Linked DNA regions of Mus musculus: region 2 is linked to region 1. The links are chromatin contacts, called in public HiChIP or PLAC-seq maps. All regions are on one chromosome and are shown on one strand. The core of a region is the stretch at or near the end of the contact, and the rest is flanking DNA. Distances in the headings are between cores, read along the strand shown. Region 1 overlaps Nup210 (nucleoporin 210). Region 2 holds the start of Nup210 (nucleoporin 210).

Region 1 (3,978 bases), core at 199-2,698:
GTGAGTACCTCGGCCACAGGCATAGCCTAGAGCGCCTCCACTAGAGTCATCTCCTGGGGAAGGGTGGGATCCAGGCCCCGAACCCTAGATTTCACAGCTTGTGTCAGAGCAAAAGAGACAGTTAGAGCTGAGCCCCAGGGACAGATGTGCCAGGGGACAAGAGTGTCACACAGACTCAGATATTAGTCTTGACTCCTCAGAGGCATCCATCCCCAGCAGGCTGTGGGATGGGAGGAGTTGGTAGAGACAGTGTTGTCTGAGCAGGGGAATTCCAGAAAAGACAGGCAGGGCTACCACTGAGAGGTCAGGTTGGGATGGGAGGATGGAGACTCTACACTGTCCTCATGAGAGATACTCCCACAGAGAAAGATAGGAAAGCCCACTCCTTTCAGTAATCTATTTGTCTGTGATGACCTAAGGTCTTAGTCACCCTCTACAGTTCCTGGGGTACCTTTCTCTAAGAGTCTTCTGGAATTGTGCAGTGCCCAGTAGCCCTTTGTCTCCTGACTCCCATTTGGCTTGTGTAAGAGGCCCTTGAGCTAGTGTTTGCTCATCTTAGTGTTAGAGGACAGCTTTATGGCCAGAAGTGCACGCACACCCACACACACACACACACACACACACACACACACACACACACACACACACACGCACGCACGCACGCACGCACGCACACACGCACACGCACACGCACGCACACACACCCTGTTATCAAAGCCTCTTCCTGTTGTCTCTGGTCTTCAAGGCAGGACTCCTGAGTATCCTAGCATGCTGGGTGGTAGCTGTCCTCATGGCTTTGGCTTGATGCACAGCTATTCTGCTACAGTCCTTTCTGACTCTTCCTCCCAGTGTTTGTTGAAGTTACCATAGGGTCTTAGTGACAAAGTTCCTTTCACTTGCCTCCAGGTCCTTGTTACAATAGCATTGTGCTCAAGAGTCTGGTTCTTCCATCCTCTTGGCTCCGTGGAGAGATAACAGGATGTGTCATGTGACCCACCCCAGACTACTGACTGAGCTCAGGAAGGTCAGAGGTCATGTTCCAGGCTAAGTGGATATAAATATTTATGAACCCTACACATCCCAGTAAATCTCATCCACACCCTCCACAGGATTAGCCCAGTCTAGCTCATAAGGTATTCATTGGAGACAGAAGGCTGCTGGGTACAGAAGCACAGGTTGGGCAGTGTACTTTCCCGTGCCTCCCCTGCCCCTGTCAGTTTCTGCTGTCCTAGGTATAAGCCCCTGGCATGCCATGGGCACACACTGAGGAGTATAGTGGGGATATTGGCTATTTATTCCTTCATGCTCACGTCCCTTTCCTCCCCAGATCTTGCCTCATCTCCGGCTGCTTTCAACACACTGCCTTCTGGTCGCAAAGCCAGCCCTCCCTCGGGGCTCTGGAGCCCAGCCTATGCCTCTCACTAGGCAATGTGCAGGGCTGGTATTACTACACAGCTGAACTGACACCTGGACAGAAGGGTCACTGTCATTTTCACACCGGGGTGAAACCACGCCTGGGCCCTAGGCCATCCTCACTGCCCTGGCCGTGCTGAATCACTGCCTGATTCACACAAGCAAGGGATTTTAATTTGTTTGCTTTTAAATCTCTTTCCCAGTCTTGAGGGTCAGGGCTTCCTGGTTCCCTCCTTCTCATGTGGTGTGCAGGGTTTGGGGGTGCTGCTTAATCTTGTATTTGTTCTGCTCGAGGAAGCTCGCTTCCCTGTTCATGGCTTTTGAGTATTGGAAGCTGTTTCTACATCATCTACAGATAATGTCACTGTAGTGATCTCAGGGAAAGGATTTTCTCATGACTCCTGGGGTTTTTGTGGTGCTTGGAATAGAACCCAGGGTTTCATACCTGCTTGGCAATTGCTTGTCCATTGGCACATGTGCACACCAGCCCTTTATTGTGGGTTTTTTTTGTTATTGTTGTTGTTGTTTTTTGTTTTTTGTTTTTTTTTTCATGAAAACTCACTCTTCTCCTTATCCTACTGCTGCTAGGAAATGTGGGGGACAAGCAGATGTGGATGTCCCCTAGGGGACACCATGCCCAGAGCCCTGTGCTGACTGAGCCTTCTTACTGTGATAGTTACTGAGCCTCAGCAGAGTGGCCCTCCCTTCAGAGCCCCGGGAGGACTTCGGTCTTGTTTCAGCAGAAGGGCTTCTGTCACCAGGGTTGGAGTACCTCTCGCTCTCCCTGAGGCAGCTTGGGAATAGCCACAGCATCATCGGCCCTGCCCTGCAGCCACTGGCAGGGATCTTCTGATCTCTGGGTTTGTTCTGAGATGCTGCTGTGACTTGTGGAGCAGAGAGACCCAGGGTCATCTGCTCATCTGCCTTGGAGGACACAGAATGCAGTACCTCAGTGGATCTGAGCCACCCTATTGGCCCTCCTCTCCCCCTCCTCTGCCACCAGCACTCGCCTCGCTAGCCCAGGAGCGAAGAGGATGCCTTGGGAATACGACGCATCTTCACGTCCAAGCTCAGGGTCATGGCCTCTGTTTCAGGTCCAGGTGCTGTGGTGCTGTCAGAATGAGCCAGAGACTCACCTCCAAGTGGACGTGTATGGGCACCACGTCACCAAGAGTTGTTTGCCTTTGAAGGTCATGTGTGATCCTTTGAGGCTGAGCCATAGGATGGACTTTCTGGACGTGAGGATAGAGTCTTTGTGCCCAGCCAGCCACTCAATCTCCCCCGAGAGCTGTTAATGGAGTCTTCCCTGCATTTGTTTAATAAAGTTCTGTGTAGTTTCTTAAGGATGCGGTGGTTCTTGGGGGTACTGACTCTGCCTGGGTGTTTACTATGACTGATGGCCTGTAAGCACCAATGGTGCCCTTACCTCCTCCCTGGCCATGGGGTCTCCCTACCCTGAAGGCAGGGGCAGGAGCAGGACCTTGTCTGCAGTAGTACCGCACAGTCTCCCTTCCCTCCTCTTCCTGCCAGTCCTCTCAGGCACCTGTCATTCTGCCTTCTCCTTCCTTCATTGTCATCTAAAATGTTTGTATTTCCCCTTAAAATGGCCTTTCTCTGTCCTCCCCCTACTCCCCCTCCCTCAGCTATACTCCCAAGATCTTGAACACCTCAAAGGACCAGTTCTCTGCCCCTCTCCCCCACCACACGCCCTTGGTCTGGCTTGCCTTCTCAGAGCCCTCATGGGCCCCACCCTAGCCAGCACTAGTCCTGTCACATTCCTCATGGGACCTGCCCTGTCACACCATCCACAGGAAACAGGATTCCGCTGGGCCCTGCTCTATGCCCTTGTCTCCCTGTGCTTTTTTCTCTCCCTCTTTCCCTGCCTCATGCCACATTGGAAGTGGGAGGAGATGGGAGTAGGGGCTCCTCAGTCTCGGGGACCTGCTTCCACAGCACTGCCCATGCTGAGAACACCAAATGGCCACCACTTCACTTCCCAAATCGGACCTCCGTGTGAGTGAGTGGTGACGGGTGTCATTCTCATAGCTCCTTGGGACACTGTACCCGAGAAGATCTAGACAGCATTATCAGATTGCTGAGTGTGATTGGTATTGTACCTACTGTACGCATGCCTGCCTGGTACACGGTGTTGGTGTTGCCCTCAGGTAAGACCTCTCTGAAACAAAAGATAGCTACCAGGATCCAGGGAGCAAGGATATCACATCCAGACATGGCAGGGTCTAGAACAGAACGAAACTCCTGTCTCCTAATGACTGAAGGCATTCTTCTCAGGGCTCAAGAGGCAAATTCACCATCTCCATCACTAAGGTCTGAGCCACTTCTATCCTGTGGCTAGTGAGTGCAATGAATGGTCATATCTTGGGTGCCTCTAGATGCCATGAAGCTGATCACTGGCTCCTCCCAGATGAAGCAAAAGGATTGCAGTGTCCACCAGCCACCTTTGTTCTGGGGCACTGGGCTTCCTCCCTCTCTCCACCTGGAACACTGGGGTCCTGATAAGAGCTGGCCATTAAACTCCCTTTCTCCAGGGGCCAGCAGCCTTTC
Region 2 (4,056 bases), core at 1,218-3,717, 100 kb before region 1:
CTCACAGTGGCAGGAGAAACTTGCCTTTGCAAGTGGCTCTCTGACCTTCACACACTTACTGTGGCAGAAGAGAGTGCTAGGTTCCCTGGCACTGGAACTCACAGTTGTGGGTGCTGGGAACTAAATCTGGATCCTCTGCAAGAGTAAAAGGTGCTCTTAACTGCCAACCTATCTCTCCAGTCCCAGTAACCTTAAATATTTTTCCATCTGAAAATTCAACAACCCATTCTTTTTTATTGCTGAATAATATTTCATATTATGAGCCTGCCACAGTGAACTCATCTATCAAAGGACTTCTGGGCTGCAGCCAGTTTAGGCTTAACCCATGAATCATCTTACCCACAGGGTTGTGAGAACATCAATTTTTATTTCTCTGGGATAAATGTATTTTATAGAACATGTTATCATCATTTTCAGCCTTGATGTTCTCTTACATATCCATGACTGAGGCCAGGTAGATGGCTTAGTGGGTAAGAGCCCTTGCTGCAGTGGAGAGTGAGAACCAGCTCCCACAGGTTCTCCTCTGACCTCTGTGTGCACTGCCCTGCTTGAGTGCCCAATTTGGCTTCCTTCAATGACCCAGTGTGGTTGAAATAAGTAAGCCAAATAAACCTTGCCTTCCTAAGCTGCTTTGTCATGGGACAGTTGGATGGAAGGAGGGTCATTTGGAGGGCACCCTCAGGCTCTGAGGATAAACAGAAAGAAACAAATAAATAAATGTATGTATATATATATATATATATATATACACATACACACACACACACACACACACACACACACACATATATATATACACACACACACACATACACATACACACACACACATATATATATATGTTACTGACGTCTGGATAACCAGAGAACTGCAACCAAAGGGTCCTGTGATCATAATGGTCTAAAGACTACAGTCTCCTTGTGTCCTACCAGGTCTGTTTTATGTATCTTGGTTACCTGCCTGCCATGGGATCCAGGCACTCTCAAACTTACTAATGCATCCTATGTGGAAGACACTGGCTGCCCATAGCAGGTCCTGGATGAAGAATGGATCTGTCACTGTGAATTCCTTCGAACCTCTTTAATTTTAGCCACCTGATCCTAGTACCTGGTTAAAAGCATGAAAGGCTCAGGAGTGAAGCCGGGTGTGTGATCTCCAGCGCTGGAAACTAAAAACAATGAAGCATCACCAAGAACGCGCAGGAAGAGTTTGCACAGACACCCTGGAGGAGCGTTGCTTTTCTTTTATTTCCTGGAAGAGGATGGTGGAACTTTCCCTCCTCCTGTAGCACGTGGTACCCAGCCTGGAAGACTTGTCCTCTTCTGGGTAGCTCCTCTCACCCCCATTCCTGGTCCAGGGTCCTTAGGGCCTGAGGGTGCCCTCCAAATGTCCCTCCTTGTATCCAAATGTCCCAAGGCAAAAGCGAGTTAGGAAGGAAAGGGTTTATTCGGCTTCCTTATCCCAGCCACACTGGATCATTGAGGGAAGCCAGGCACTCAACCAGGGCAGGACCTGAAGCCAGCGCCACGGAGGAAGACAACTTACTGGCTTGTTCCGTATGGTTTGCTCAGCTTGCTCTCTTAACACTTCAGAACCTCCTTTACAGAGGTGGCACAGCCCACAGTGATCTGGGCCCTCCCTCATCAATCATCAGTTAAGAAAATGCTCCATAAACAGGTCTACAGGCCAATCTGATGGGGGTATTTTCCCAATTAAGGCTGCTCTCCCCAGAAGACACTAGTTGGTGTCAAACTGACAAACAAAAACTACATAGACTAGGAATGGTGGCCTCTCAGAAACCCAGCGAGACCTTAGTATCCATTCCAGAGAGTTTCTCCTCCAGGAGGCTTCCCCAGCCGGCCTGAAATTCAGCTTCAAGTCTTTGTTTATGCATGACATCAGCCTGTCACTTTTCTTCCAGATCCCGCTGGTCGATCCAGGTCCTAGTGCAGCTGAAGTCAGGTTGCACCGTCTACTTTCAGGGACGTGTTGTTCCCTCACTAACCTTTCGGATATTTCCCTTGGAGCATCCATGGGGCTGTTTAACAGGAAGTTCCCAGTGTTGTCCTGCTGATGGATTGATCCCGGAATATCTCAAGACCTTCTTGGCCCCTGGGGAAGTGTGGCTTTGGAAAGGGGGCGGGGGGGGGGGTGTTAATCAGTGAGCGCTCCACACTGTCCTAGGGCGCCTGTCTTAGTGCTATGTCCTGGCTCCACCGCCAGAGGCTCCAGACAAGGCGGAATGAACAAGAGCGAGCCTGCTGGAAGGCTGCCACCAGAGACGGGCGCGCGGCAGAGGCCTTAGGCCACGCGCTACGGGCTCCGGGGCTGAAAAAGCTCGCAGGATTCGGCGCGCTCTAGGGGCTCAGCACCAGGCGCGTGCTCTCCGCTTTCCCGCCGGTCCCGCCCATCACTGCGCTCGCCCCGCCCCACGCGGCCACCTGCTACCCAGCGCGCGCCGGTGGAGGGCGCGGGAGCGCGCGCCCGGGCGCTAGCGAGGCCGGGAGGATGGCGCGGGCCTCACTAGTGCAGCCGGCGCTCTGGGCGCTGCTGTTGCTGCAGGTAGTGGGTCCCGCCGCGGCCGCCAAGCTTAACATTCCCAAGGTGCTGCTGCCCTTCACGCGGGCCACGCGCGTGAACTTCACTCTGGAAGCTTCTGAGGGCTGCTACCGCTGGTGAGGCGCGCGGGCCCGGCGGGAGGCGGCAGGTGCGCGCGGGAGGGGGCTTGGGCCGCAGGTGCGTGGCGTGCTCGCTCCAGCCGGCCCCGCGTGACCCCGCGGCGCGCGCGCTCTCTCTCTGCGCATGGCGCCTGGGCCACTCGCGTCTGGGCTGCGCGGGAAGAGGAGGCTGTGATCGCGGGCCATGGAGGGCAGCGCCGCACGTGGCCTCGGTCCCCAGCTGTCAGGGCCCTGAGGAGCTCCAGCTTGAGCAGCCACGCTCTGGAGTCTGTGGGAGACGGGGGAGGTGGGACTCACCCCTGGCGCCTGACTGGTGTGAGAAGAGTGTCTGTAGAGACCTGGGCAAGGAGTCTGTGGGAGACACACCACACCCGTTAAGCCACTTAGGGAGAGTCATTAAATCTTGGATGAAAGGACCATTTTCCAGCTCAGAAGTGGGAGGCAAAGGAATTAGATGCTGGTGGAGTAGGGTCTGCCTTGATGACCTGGCTTCCAGCAGGGTGTTGCGGTCCAGCCTTTGGCTAGGCAGATGAAGGGAGAACTTCTCGTTGCTGGGTGCAGGCTGAGTAGGGTGTGATCAGGTCACACCCTTGACCCACACCCTCACTAGTGCGACATAGTCCCTTCCTTCTCTCAGGCTACATTTTGCTGCCAGCCTCCTTAAGAATGTGTTTAGGTCATTGGTTCTCAACCTGTGGGTTAAAACCCAGTTTGGGGCCTCCTGTCAGATATTCACATTATGATTCCAACAGTAGCAACATTACAGTTATGAAGTAACAACAAAATAATTTTATGGTTTTAGTACAGTTCAACAACAGAGGAATTGTAGTAAAGGCTTACAGCATTAGGAAGGTTGAGAACCACTGATCTAGGCTAAGGCTTAACTAGCTAGGTGTGTGTGTGTTAATGTTCTATATGATGCCCAGAGCTCAGAGCCACATTCTGCTATATGTAGTTCTCAAATTTAATTTGTTTTAAAAGTCTGCCTCATAGGGGGTGGCACTGTACCTCTATAATTACTTCACTAGGGAGGCTGAGGCAGTAGTGCCGCTTTGAGGTCAGTCTGGAGTGTCTTTAGGTTGGCCTCTGGAGTATGAAGAGGCAGAGTCTTTCCATTGCAGTTTGGAGTAAATGCTTTACCCAAGGGGAAGTGTTTATTCTTCTCTGGGGCTTTGTTTTGAGTGAGGAGGTCAGCTGTTAATACTCTGGAGGGATACATGCTCACTCCATTGTTGAAGTTGTCTGCTTGATAGATGGGCCAGAGAGAGGAAGCTGACTATTTAAAACAGCTGGCTCCAAGGGAATCAATCTCCTGGCGTGTATTTGTGTGCTGCTTCCTAGGAAGTTCTGTATGTTTCTTCCTAGAATAACATTTTCT

What was found. HiChIP or PLAC-seq counts read pairs in DNA pulled down with a chosen protein or histone mark.
Region 2: a contact with region 1 is called in an HNF4G HiChIP or PLAC-seq map of pancreatic cancer cells. The contact joins the promoter of Nup210 here to the enhancer-like site in region 1. A contact is called at or near these places in 4 of 115 datasets of contacts at active chromatin or transcription factors (the SCID.adh cell line, embryonic stem cells and pancreatic cancer cells) and 3 of 9 other capture datasets (adipose tissue, liver and pancreatic islet).

What each region holds. Positions count from the first base shown.
Region 1 is chr6:91,011,846-91,015,823 of GRCm38.p6, reverse strand. It overlaps Nup210 (nucleoporin 210), which reads left to right. Exons shown (of 40, transcript NM_018815.2): 40 at 1,328-2,757. The coding sequence ends at 1,425. Among named protein-coding and RNA genes, the nearest start is that of Gm38860, 3.9 kb to the right of the region's middle. Within about 2 kb of position 1,448, at least 39 of the 459 cell types and tissues checked have an H3K27ac peak or open chromatin away from gene starts, as enhancers often do. A contact at or near this core is called in pancreatic cancer cells, where this site is marked.
Region 2 is chr6:91,115,237-91,119,292 of GRCm38.p6, reverse strand. It overlaps Nup210 (nucleoporin 210), which reads left to right and starts at 2,467. Exons shown (of 40, transcript NM_018815.2): 1 at 2,467-2,675. The coding sequence starts at 2,509. It overlaps Gm30364 (a long non-coding RNA gene), which reads right to left and starts at 2,072. Exons shown (of 4, transcript XR_003956467.1): 1 at 1,108-2,072.